3 separate regions of the Mus musculus genome follow, and all the other regions are linked to region 2. Evidence: chromatin contacts called from public HiChIP or PLAC-seq data. All regions are on one chromosome and are shown on one strand. The core of a region is the stretch at or near the end of the contact, and the rest is flanking DNA. Distances in the headings are between cores, read along the strand shown. Region 1 has its middle 50 kb from the start of A330048O09Rik. Region 2 has its middle 99 kb from the start of Gm52039. Region 3 holds the start of G630093K05Rik (RIKEN cDNA G630093K05 gene).

Region 1 (2,700 bases), core at 164-2,663, 990 kb after region 2:
GTATGGAAGTGTAAGCCGAATAAACCCTTTTCTTCCCAACTTGCTTCTTGGTCATGATGTTTGTGCAGGAATAGAAACCCTGACTAAGACAATCACCTACCATAGCATATCCACGGTCATTAGAGAAAGAATACCAGCTGGGACCTAAAGGCAAATGCTACCAACAAGTCCCTTCTTGTTGTTAATTTTCTTTTCCTTTCTTCTTTTCTTTTCTTTTCTTTTCTTTTCTTTTCTTTTCTTTTCTTTTCTTTTCTTTTCTCTTCTTTTCTTTTCCTTTCCTTTCCTATCCTTTCTTTCCTTTCCTTTCCTTTCCTTTCCTTTCCTTTCCTTTCCTTCCTTCTTTTCTTACCTCCTTCATTTATTTATGTATTGAGACATGGTCTTGCTACACAGCACAGGCTGGCCTGAAACTCTCCATCCTCTTGCCTCTACCTCTTGAGTACTGGGATTGCCATTGTGATTCACTATGCTGTCTTCATTTCTTAATAATAACAAGTTCTCTCCATCAAAGGATACTGGTTGTTTGGAAGGTGTGGATGTGGATGGGCTTCATGCTAAACTCAGGGACTCGGTGAATGAGACTGTAAGTCTGGAAGAGATCATGCATGTACCTGAGAGTTGAGCTCTGGTATCCTAGGCTCACTCCCTTGATACGGGCAGATGAATGATCAATAATGGGTTTCTGAGGTTGCCGATGCAGTTCGATCAGGAGGGTTCTCAGCTCTCATGCACAAACCCCTGGGTTTGACCCTTAGGACTACATAAAGCAGGGTGAGGTAGTACATGCCTATAATCTCTGTACTAGGCAGGTAGGAGTTGAAGGATCAGAACTTTAGCCATTCTTGGCTAGATAATGTGTTTGAAGCCAGCCTTAGCTACAGAGAGATACCCTCTGAGATTGAGTAGTACATCAATATGTCACTATCATCGTCGTCGTCATCATCATCATCATCATCATCATCATCATCATCATCACCAAGTGATGATTTTTCCAGCCAGACTTCTGTAAAACTAAACCAAAACAATTTGGTTACTGTGGTGCAGCCTGATCCATGGCCAGTGGAGTCTTTCTATAACAATCGGATGGGCTGGGGCAGCCCCAGCTCATTGTCTCCTACAATGACCTCCTGTTTGCTGCTGTCTGGACGGAGCTTCTTCCCAGTCCTCCCAGATCCCTGCTCCTCCAGGCTGCAGCCTGATGGTAGAAATGTGCTGCCATATTAAAAAAAAAAAAAAAAAAAAAAGTAAAAGGGCTTTTGCTGAAAGCCTCCCTTTGTCTGCCACCCAACCTCGCTTGCCATCTAAAAGAATCTCCTCCAAGTTGATGTTTCCGTTCCTTTAATTCAGGATGACCCAGCCCCAGCCCAGCTGTCTCCAGAGCACAGGGAGTATGTAAATGTTGCCAGTGTTCCGGCCTCTTTTCTTTCTTTGGGTCAGATGCAAGGCTGTCACAGTGTACGTTGTTATTTAAGGGAGACACTCAGATGTTTCCTTTCTGTGGCGGCAGAGATCTTTTCAAGGGAGCCTCTTTATTCCTCTGACATTTCCACTCTTGAAAAGCTGACCCAGTTCCCGCAGCAAAACAAAAGCAAGCACACAGGGAAAACAGATTCCCCTGAGGGACTGATAAACCCAGGTGAACTCTGGCCAACTGAGTTTCCCTTTGAGAACCAGGCTCGCAGCCAGGAGAGCTGAGGCAGATAGAAGCATCTCAGGATAACGCAGACAAATGAGGAGCTACTCAGCTTTGAGCGTTTTCTCTCTCTCTCTCTCTCTCTCTCTCTCTCTCTCTCTCTCTCTCTCTCTCTCTCTCTCTCTCAGAATTTGTCTCTGATGTGAGTCTGTCAGGAGGGGGTTTCGTCAACCTCAAATCCAAGTTCTTTCACACACCCAACGTCTCTCTCCCCTTCCTCCTCCCCCTGCCACTCTCCAGTTGCTGCCAGTTTTTAGACATCTGATCTACCTGTAGACTCAGCCCCAGCCTGGATCTCTGAGCCACTGAAATGGATCAGAACTTGCTATCTCATTCACCATGTGAACCAGCTTCTGGAGAAACTGGCACCATTTTAAGTTTAAAGTCTAGAAACAAGAATAGGCTAAAGGGACATCTGGGCAGCTGTCCTACATAGCTCAAACAACATCAACACTGCAGCTAACGTCTCTCAGAGAATTTGGAGTAGAAGTTGCTTTTCTTATAGACTCTGTTCACTACTCTTGCAGAAACTGTACTGACAAACGGCTCAGCTTTGGGTTTTTTTCCCCCTGATAAAACTAGGAAGATACGCAAGCCTTTTTCTCTGTCTGGATTTCAGAACCCTGATTGCTTTGTGCTTGGCCTAAGTTAACCTCTCTAAGACCAAACAGGTTTTGGGGAGTGTGTGCAGAGGAAGATAAATCTTATTTAGAATATAAGTTCTTCATGTCAGATTTAGTGGTCCAATAGTAACCACAAAAGTAAGCCTCTGACTATATTTTCTAGCCTGTTTAAATCATTGCCTTTTGGTATCTGGGGTTTTCTTTTCTTTTTTCTTTTTTGGTTGTTTTGTTTTGTTTGGTTTTGTTTTTGATCATTTAACACATGGCTTCTGGAACTGTCTGTGGGAATTGCCCTGAGGACTGGGATACTAAAGACAGCTCTGACCATCACATGATTATTCCAGCTTCACTAAGAACAGAATCAAGTCCTAGAAGAGAAGCAGG
Region 2 (2,943 bases), core at 15-2,514:
CCATCAAGTCAGCTGGGTCAAAATGATGAGAGAATGTTTTGCCATTTTAGCTAGAGACTTTCCACTCCTCTACCCTGATATAATATGGCAAGGAGACTGATGGACAGTCGTCTAGGCTTTGTGGGCCCAGGGTCCCTGTCTCTTCTACCTCATTTCTTGCAGCATAAATGGCCAGAAACAAGCCTTGAACACAGGCTTCATTCCAATAAATGTTTATTTAAAGAGAACTCGACCCGAGCACGACGCTCTGATGAACCCTATCGAGGAGGGTGGGAGTTTCGGCGGAAGGCTTGAAGTTGGAGGCTAAGATGCTTTCATGGCAGGCAGAGGAGGGCGTGTCCTGATTGGGGACCAGGAAGAGGAGGCAGCTGATGTTAGAGAGGACATGTTGCCTTTGGCTCCACTCACAGTTCCATCCTTAGTGATTCTAAATCACCCCGCCCTCTCTTACCTCCGTGTTGGGTACTTCTCTGGTGTCTGTTTCTTTGAACTATGGGCGTTTGGACGTCAAGGTGTTTGACTTGTGTATCTCAGGGTGGCCTCATACTATGTAGTTAAGGATGACCTTGGATTCCTGATCCTCCTGCCTTCTCCTGACAACTAGGATAGCATGCATATATGCCACCACATCTTGCTTGTGCAGTGCCCCGAGGCTGGACCCCAGGGTTTCCTGTATGTTAGGCAAGCCCTCTGCCAACTCGCTTACAGCTTTAGCCCAGCCTGTATCTTCTGTTTTGTTTTCATTGTGAACAGGCTGCTTTTCCTCAGTTTCCAGCTAGCGACCTCATCTTCACCCCTTACCTCTCCTTACTGCGAGACATGTTTCCAAGACCTGAGCCACAGATATACCAGTTCCATCTCACTTCACTGGGGAATTGACCCAGATGGCTCTCATCCTTGGAGGGCTAGTGACTAATGGTAGTGATGGCTGGCTTGTCAGAGGAGCTGAAATCATACGGCAACCATGACTTCACATCCTCACACACACATCCACTGTCTCGTCTCCCCCCCACCCCCAGCTCCCCCCTCCTCATCCCATCTTCCTGTTTTGGGAACAAAAAATATCTCTGACTCCACATGGCCAACACAGCTGTCCAAGCGACTGCAAACAGACAAGAGAGTGGAGTCAGCGAGAGGATGAGTCACCGCACAGCCGCACCATTTATACTCTCCCCTCCCCCCACCTCCTCCTGACTTGGGACTCAGTGCTTGGGAAACAGTGGCCACTGCAGCTCGAGATCCCTGTGCAAGGAAGAGCTTTTGGGGGTTGGAGTCAGCCACTTGGCTAATTGGTCGCCCACTCCTGGTCCGCCTGCACGAGCAAGCAGCATTCCAATCGAATGAGAACGTGAGACTGTTGGATGAGTGGCTTAGTGGTATTTACATATTTTCAAAAAAAAATAAAACAAAAGACAATACAATCCACAGTGCAGGAAGTAAATGCAATCTAGTTGCGGCCTACCAGTGTTTCTTGGGTGGTCACATGGAGAAAGCGTAAAGCCAGAAAAGCCTGTGAGAACAAACACTCCTCCTATCCCCAGATCTGTTAATCAAATTAAACCATGAGAAGTCATGGAACCAAACCTCTTGTATGGCAAAGGGCGCTGCTTGATCGTCTCAGCTGAGGCTGTTGTTATTATCATGGTGGTTTTATTTGGATCTTGGTTGGCATCGGCTTGAACTCTGTGTGTCTGGATGTCTAATAACAATCACGACAATCTGTGATTAGTACCCCATTCACTTTTCGATAAGTTTCTCCTGTGGTGAGGACGTTGGCCTTCGAGACATGGGAAGCTTAGGGTTCAAGTGATCTTACTGCACTCATTGACTGTCTCCTGCTTTTCTGTGAGCTCAGTCAACCTTCTGTAGTCACCGCCCTTGCGTCTTCTTTCAAAGTTTCTTTCCTCTGCTTTGTGCCCGGCTTGCCAGGGGATTGCATTTGGATTCTCAGGCTGTGGAGGAGAGAAATAGACAAGACCGAAGCCCGAGGAGCAGCTGCTCGTCCGTTCTCTGCCAAGGCTTGGCAGCGGATTCCTGGGGGAAGCAGGAGGCACCTGGTTCACACAGGACCAGCACAGCTGGTCCATCGTGTGACTGGCAGAGTGTGGCTTCCTTCGTCACTGAAGTGACTGGCCCCTGTGATCTTGCCACAGCTTGCAGAGGCAGAGAGGGACACAGTGAAAGCGGAACACCTCAGCGGAGCAGGTGCAAGTCACATGTCACTGATGAACAATGGGCACTCTGCACACAGGAGGCTTTGATCTGAGGCTCTGAAAGGCTGCTCTGTTGGACAGGGTGTTGGCTGAGGCAGACCGTTTGGAACGGTATTGGGTAGGGTCCTTAATCCAAGATCATCAATGCAAGAGTGATTGTCAATAATATGCATAGTCAAACACTCTCGGTTTCAGGGATCTCTTTGGGAGAAAGCAATGTATTTGTAGGAACGGTATATTCATGAAGGGATAAGTTCCCATTATTGACAGATGTAGTTCGAACCACACTCCCCCCATCTCTATCTTTGCAGCTTACAGTGCGCGCGCGCGCGCACACACACACACACACACACACACACCCCTGTAGCTATCTCTGTGCATTCTGTGTGCCTCGCCCTATGTAAGTATTTCTAATAAACATGGCACTGAGGAGCTCTCTTAAGTCACTGGCCAGTTGGCTTCATACTTAGGTTATTCCCCCAGATGAAGAAGTCATTTCTCCTAAACTTACGCCTCAGGGTCTAGAGAGGTGGCTCATTGATTGAGAGCGAGCGTTGCTTTTACAGAAGACTTGAGTTTGGTTCCTAGCACCCAGTACAGGCAGCTGTAGCTCGAGGGGATCCAGGGTCCTTTTGGCTTTTGTGGGCACCTATACTCACATGCACATACCCACATCCCGACACATCCCAACACAGACAGACACAATAGAAACCCCTTCTATTTCTGTTAT
Region 3 (2,945 bases), core at 289-2,788, 570 kb after region 2:
TTAGACAATTATGTTTCTAGAACAGCAGAAAATTTGCATGTATGGTAGAAACACTTCAGTTTGTTACATACCAATGATGTCAAGGCTTAGCCAAGGTGTGTCATGTAGAACCCATTGATGTGTGTGTTGCGGAGCATACTTCATGCAAACTGTACATGTGTGTGCAGAACCAGGCGTGCAGGGAAACAGTTTGTGGCCCTTGTGCATTCAGAAACCGTGTACTATTGATGTACATTATCAATAATTCTCAAGACCCACCCCATGTTCGCATACCTTAACCCATATAGGATCACAACCCTCAGTTTAAGAAGCTTTGATGTATATGATGTATACAATATTTCTAAAACACTTTAACTTTGTGGTTGTTCAGGTCATTATATGCCTTGGTGGCATCCTGAGTAACTTTTAGCAGTGCCCAAGTTTCCTATGAGTTACTTAGAGGTGGCTGTAAATGGCCTCTCCGTGGCTGGTCTATCAGATTGGGGGCACACCAAACCCAGAAAAGTCATGCTTTACCTCTTGTGTCCCCGAAGCAGAATGTAATGCAAAACCTGTCATCAGGGGTTGTCCCCAATGGCAGAGTCCATGGTCTCCCATGCAGGATGAAAAGGATGGTAGGTGACCTATGGCCACCATGGCATAACACTGAGTGAGTTCCAAGGCCAGCATGGCATAATACTGAATCAGTTCCAAGGCAGACGCTTCAGTGACTTCACTTTCACAGACTCTCAGTTAAATTGCTCCCCTCCCTTCTCACTCTGTAGTTGGATATGGTCAGACACAGCCCAATAAATACATGGCTTGCTCAAGGGCACACACTTGAACAGGGCCAGCCTGATATTAAAGTGCTTCCTAAAGTGATTCAGTGTGTTCCAAGCATACGTGCTCCTCTTCCATACGAGAGGCACAAATATTGTCACGTGCTTTTGGGAAAAGCCATTTGACACTTCTCTGAGGTTACTGAAGGTTTTGGAAGTTCGAGCTTGGATGTTCCGCTTGGAATAAATCTAAGTAACTTTCTCTCCCCCCCCCCTCTCTCTGAGTGAGGAAGAATAGAGAGGGTTTAGAGGTCACTGAGCCCCTCAAGACCAGGCAGGTCTTCTGGAGTTACTATTGGAAACAAAGGGAACACTGGAGATGCTGGCAGTGCACACAGACTCTCAGACAGCTGGAGTGTTTCTGCATGATTTAGCCTCATGTAACGAGTCTGGCATTTCCAAGTTTGGGGAGGAGAGATGAGATGAAGTTCACGTTCGCTTGGGGTTATCTCTGTAATCATTGCCCTTTGATGCCAGTAATATTCAACTCAAAAATCTAGATAATCTTCTCATTATACAGAGTGTAGTATCATCCCAGAATTCTGATCGGTAACATTTCCACACAGGGAACACTTCTCTGTGCAGCATGTCCTTTTCCTATGAAGTCACTTCTTGGCTGGCTCTCTCTCCGTTGCCCTTGACTCTCCACCAGCCCCCAATGGCATGTCAATGAGGGCAACTGTGCATAGAGACCTTTCTCAGACACTGAGTTTCTAGTTCATTCAAATTTCTGTTTGGGGTGCTCTGAAAACACAGAAGGGACACGGGACAGATGTGCCATCCAACCGGGAACATCTGGAGAGTTTCACTGAGTGGGTAAAGTGACCTCTTCTCATTTGTGGAGACAGAAAGTCTATTTCAGGGATGGGTAGGGGCTGCAGCAAACTGGTGGTAGGGTCACATTTCTAGGCATGACGTGAATGGTGCAGTTAGCACCAGTGCCATGTTTTAGAGACCTGGTTTGGACAGTAAATTGGCTTGAAATAAAATAAGCGAAATCTGGCTGTGATTCCACTGCCCTGGTGAGATGGTTTCAGAGCCCAGGGGAAAAGGACAAAAGGGGTCTGATTCTCTCCAATCAAGTAACGAAATAGCAGCTGTTCCCATGGGCAAGAAGTACAAATGGCTTTGCTGCTGAAATAGGCTTACAAGGATCCAGGCTAATCTTTGTGAAACTGTGCTTTGAATGACTGCTGTTAACAAGCATTTGCTAAGATAGTTGCTGGGTTTTTGGTTTGTTTTGTTTTGTTGTTGAGATTTCAGAGTGCAGCAAACCTCTCCTGCCTTCTCTTGTCTCTTCATTTCTATTAAGGGACGAGAAGAGCTACTCCAAAAATCTGCAAAGAAAAGCAACTCTTCAGTCATGTTTGTGGCACTGGCTATAGATTCTGCCAAGCTACATAGTCCAACTCTGGGGATAGCACTGGTACAAAGGAATTATAAAGAACAAGTATATTCAGACCTAAGCATACCTCGGGTATTAAAAAGCATTTGTATATGATCTACACATGTCCTCATACATACTTGGAATAACTTCTAAATTACTTATAATACTGAGGAAGATATGAATACCATGTAAGAAAGTATTATGCTGCATTCTTCAGAGTGACAAGAAAAAGTTTACACATAGTCAGTACAGATAGAAATTTTTTGAATACTTTCAATCCACATTGGTTAAGACCATAAGTTCAGAAACCATGACCAGGAAGGGTCAGCTGTACTTAAATCTGCTCTCTCTTAATATCCAGATGATGAGAAAGAACTTCAGGAAGTGTCTCTCCACACAGACTCCCAACTCTCTATTTTATTTGGAGTTTTTGTTTTCTTGAGATGGCATCTTACTAATTAATATGTACCCCTGGCTGGCCTTGAGCTCATCATATAGTCCAAGATAACATGGAACTTGATGCAGTTCTTTTACCTCAGCTTCCCAAGTGTTGGGACTATGGCTCTGTGCCACCATGCCTGAATTTTTAAGATAAGTATCTTTATTGATTATTTGAGAATTCCATACAATGTATTTTTATCATATCCATCCCCAACTCTTCCCTTAACTCCTCCCAGAACCACTCCAAGATTCCCTGCCATATTTCATTTCTTTAAAAAAGTAATAATAATCCATTGGCT

The links. HiChIP or PLAC-seq counts read pairs in DNA pulled down with a chosen protein or histone mark.
Region 1: an H3K27ac HiChIP or PLAC-seq map of stem cell-derived neural progenitor cells shows a contact between it and region 2, with 6 times the contacts expected there. The contact joins two enhancer-like sites. A contact is called at or near these places in 3 of 115 datasets of contacts at active chromatin or transcription factors (the NIH/3T3 cell line, embryonic basal ganglia and stem cell-derived neural progenitor cells).
Region 3: an H3K27ac HiChIP or PLAC-seq map of embryonic fibroblasts shows a contact between it and region 2, with 9 times the contacts expected there. The contact joins the promoter of G630093K05Rik here to the enhancer-like site in region 2. A contact is called at or near these places in 1 of 39 promoter capture datasets (hippocampal neurons), 1 of 15 datasets of contacts at CTCF or cohesin (embryonic stem cells), 4 of 484 Hi-C or Micro-C datasets (cortical neurons, embryonic stem cells and stem cell-derived neural stem cells), 4 of 115 datasets of contacts at active chromatin or transcription factors (astrocytes, embryonic fibroblasts, embryonic stem cells and 1 more) and 1 of 9 other capture datasets (embryonic stem cells).

What each region holds. Positions count from the first base shown.
Region 1 is chr13:48,322,963-48,325,662 of GRCm38.p6, forward strand. No RefSeq gene overlaps it. Among named protein-coding and RNA genes, the nearest start is that of A330048O09Rik, 50 kb to the left of the region's middle. Within about 2 kb of position 1,414, at least 38 of the 459 cell types and tissues checked have an H3K27ac peak or open chromatin away from gene starts, as enhancers often do. A contact at or near this core is called in stem cell-derived neural progenitor cells, where this site is marked.
Region 2 is chr13:47,335,002-47,337,944 of GRCm38.p6, forward strand. No RefSeq gene overlaps it. Among named protein-coding and RNA genes, the nearest start is that of Gm52039, 99 kb to the left of the region's middle. Within about 2 kb of position 1,265, at least 75 of the 459 cell types and tissues checked have an H3K27ac peak or open chromatin away from gene starts, as enhancers often do. A contact at or near this core is called in embryonic fibroblasts, hippocampal neurons and stem cell-derived neural progenitor cells, where this site is marked.
Region 3 is chr13:47,908,897-47,911,841 of GRCm38.p6, forward strand. It overlaps G630093K05Rik (RIKEN cDNA G630093K05 gene), which reads left to right and starts at 1,539. Exons shown (of 3, transcript NR_045156.1): 1 at 1,539-1,630. All of the region lies in intron 2 of Gm40938 (a long non-coding RNA gene), which reads right to left.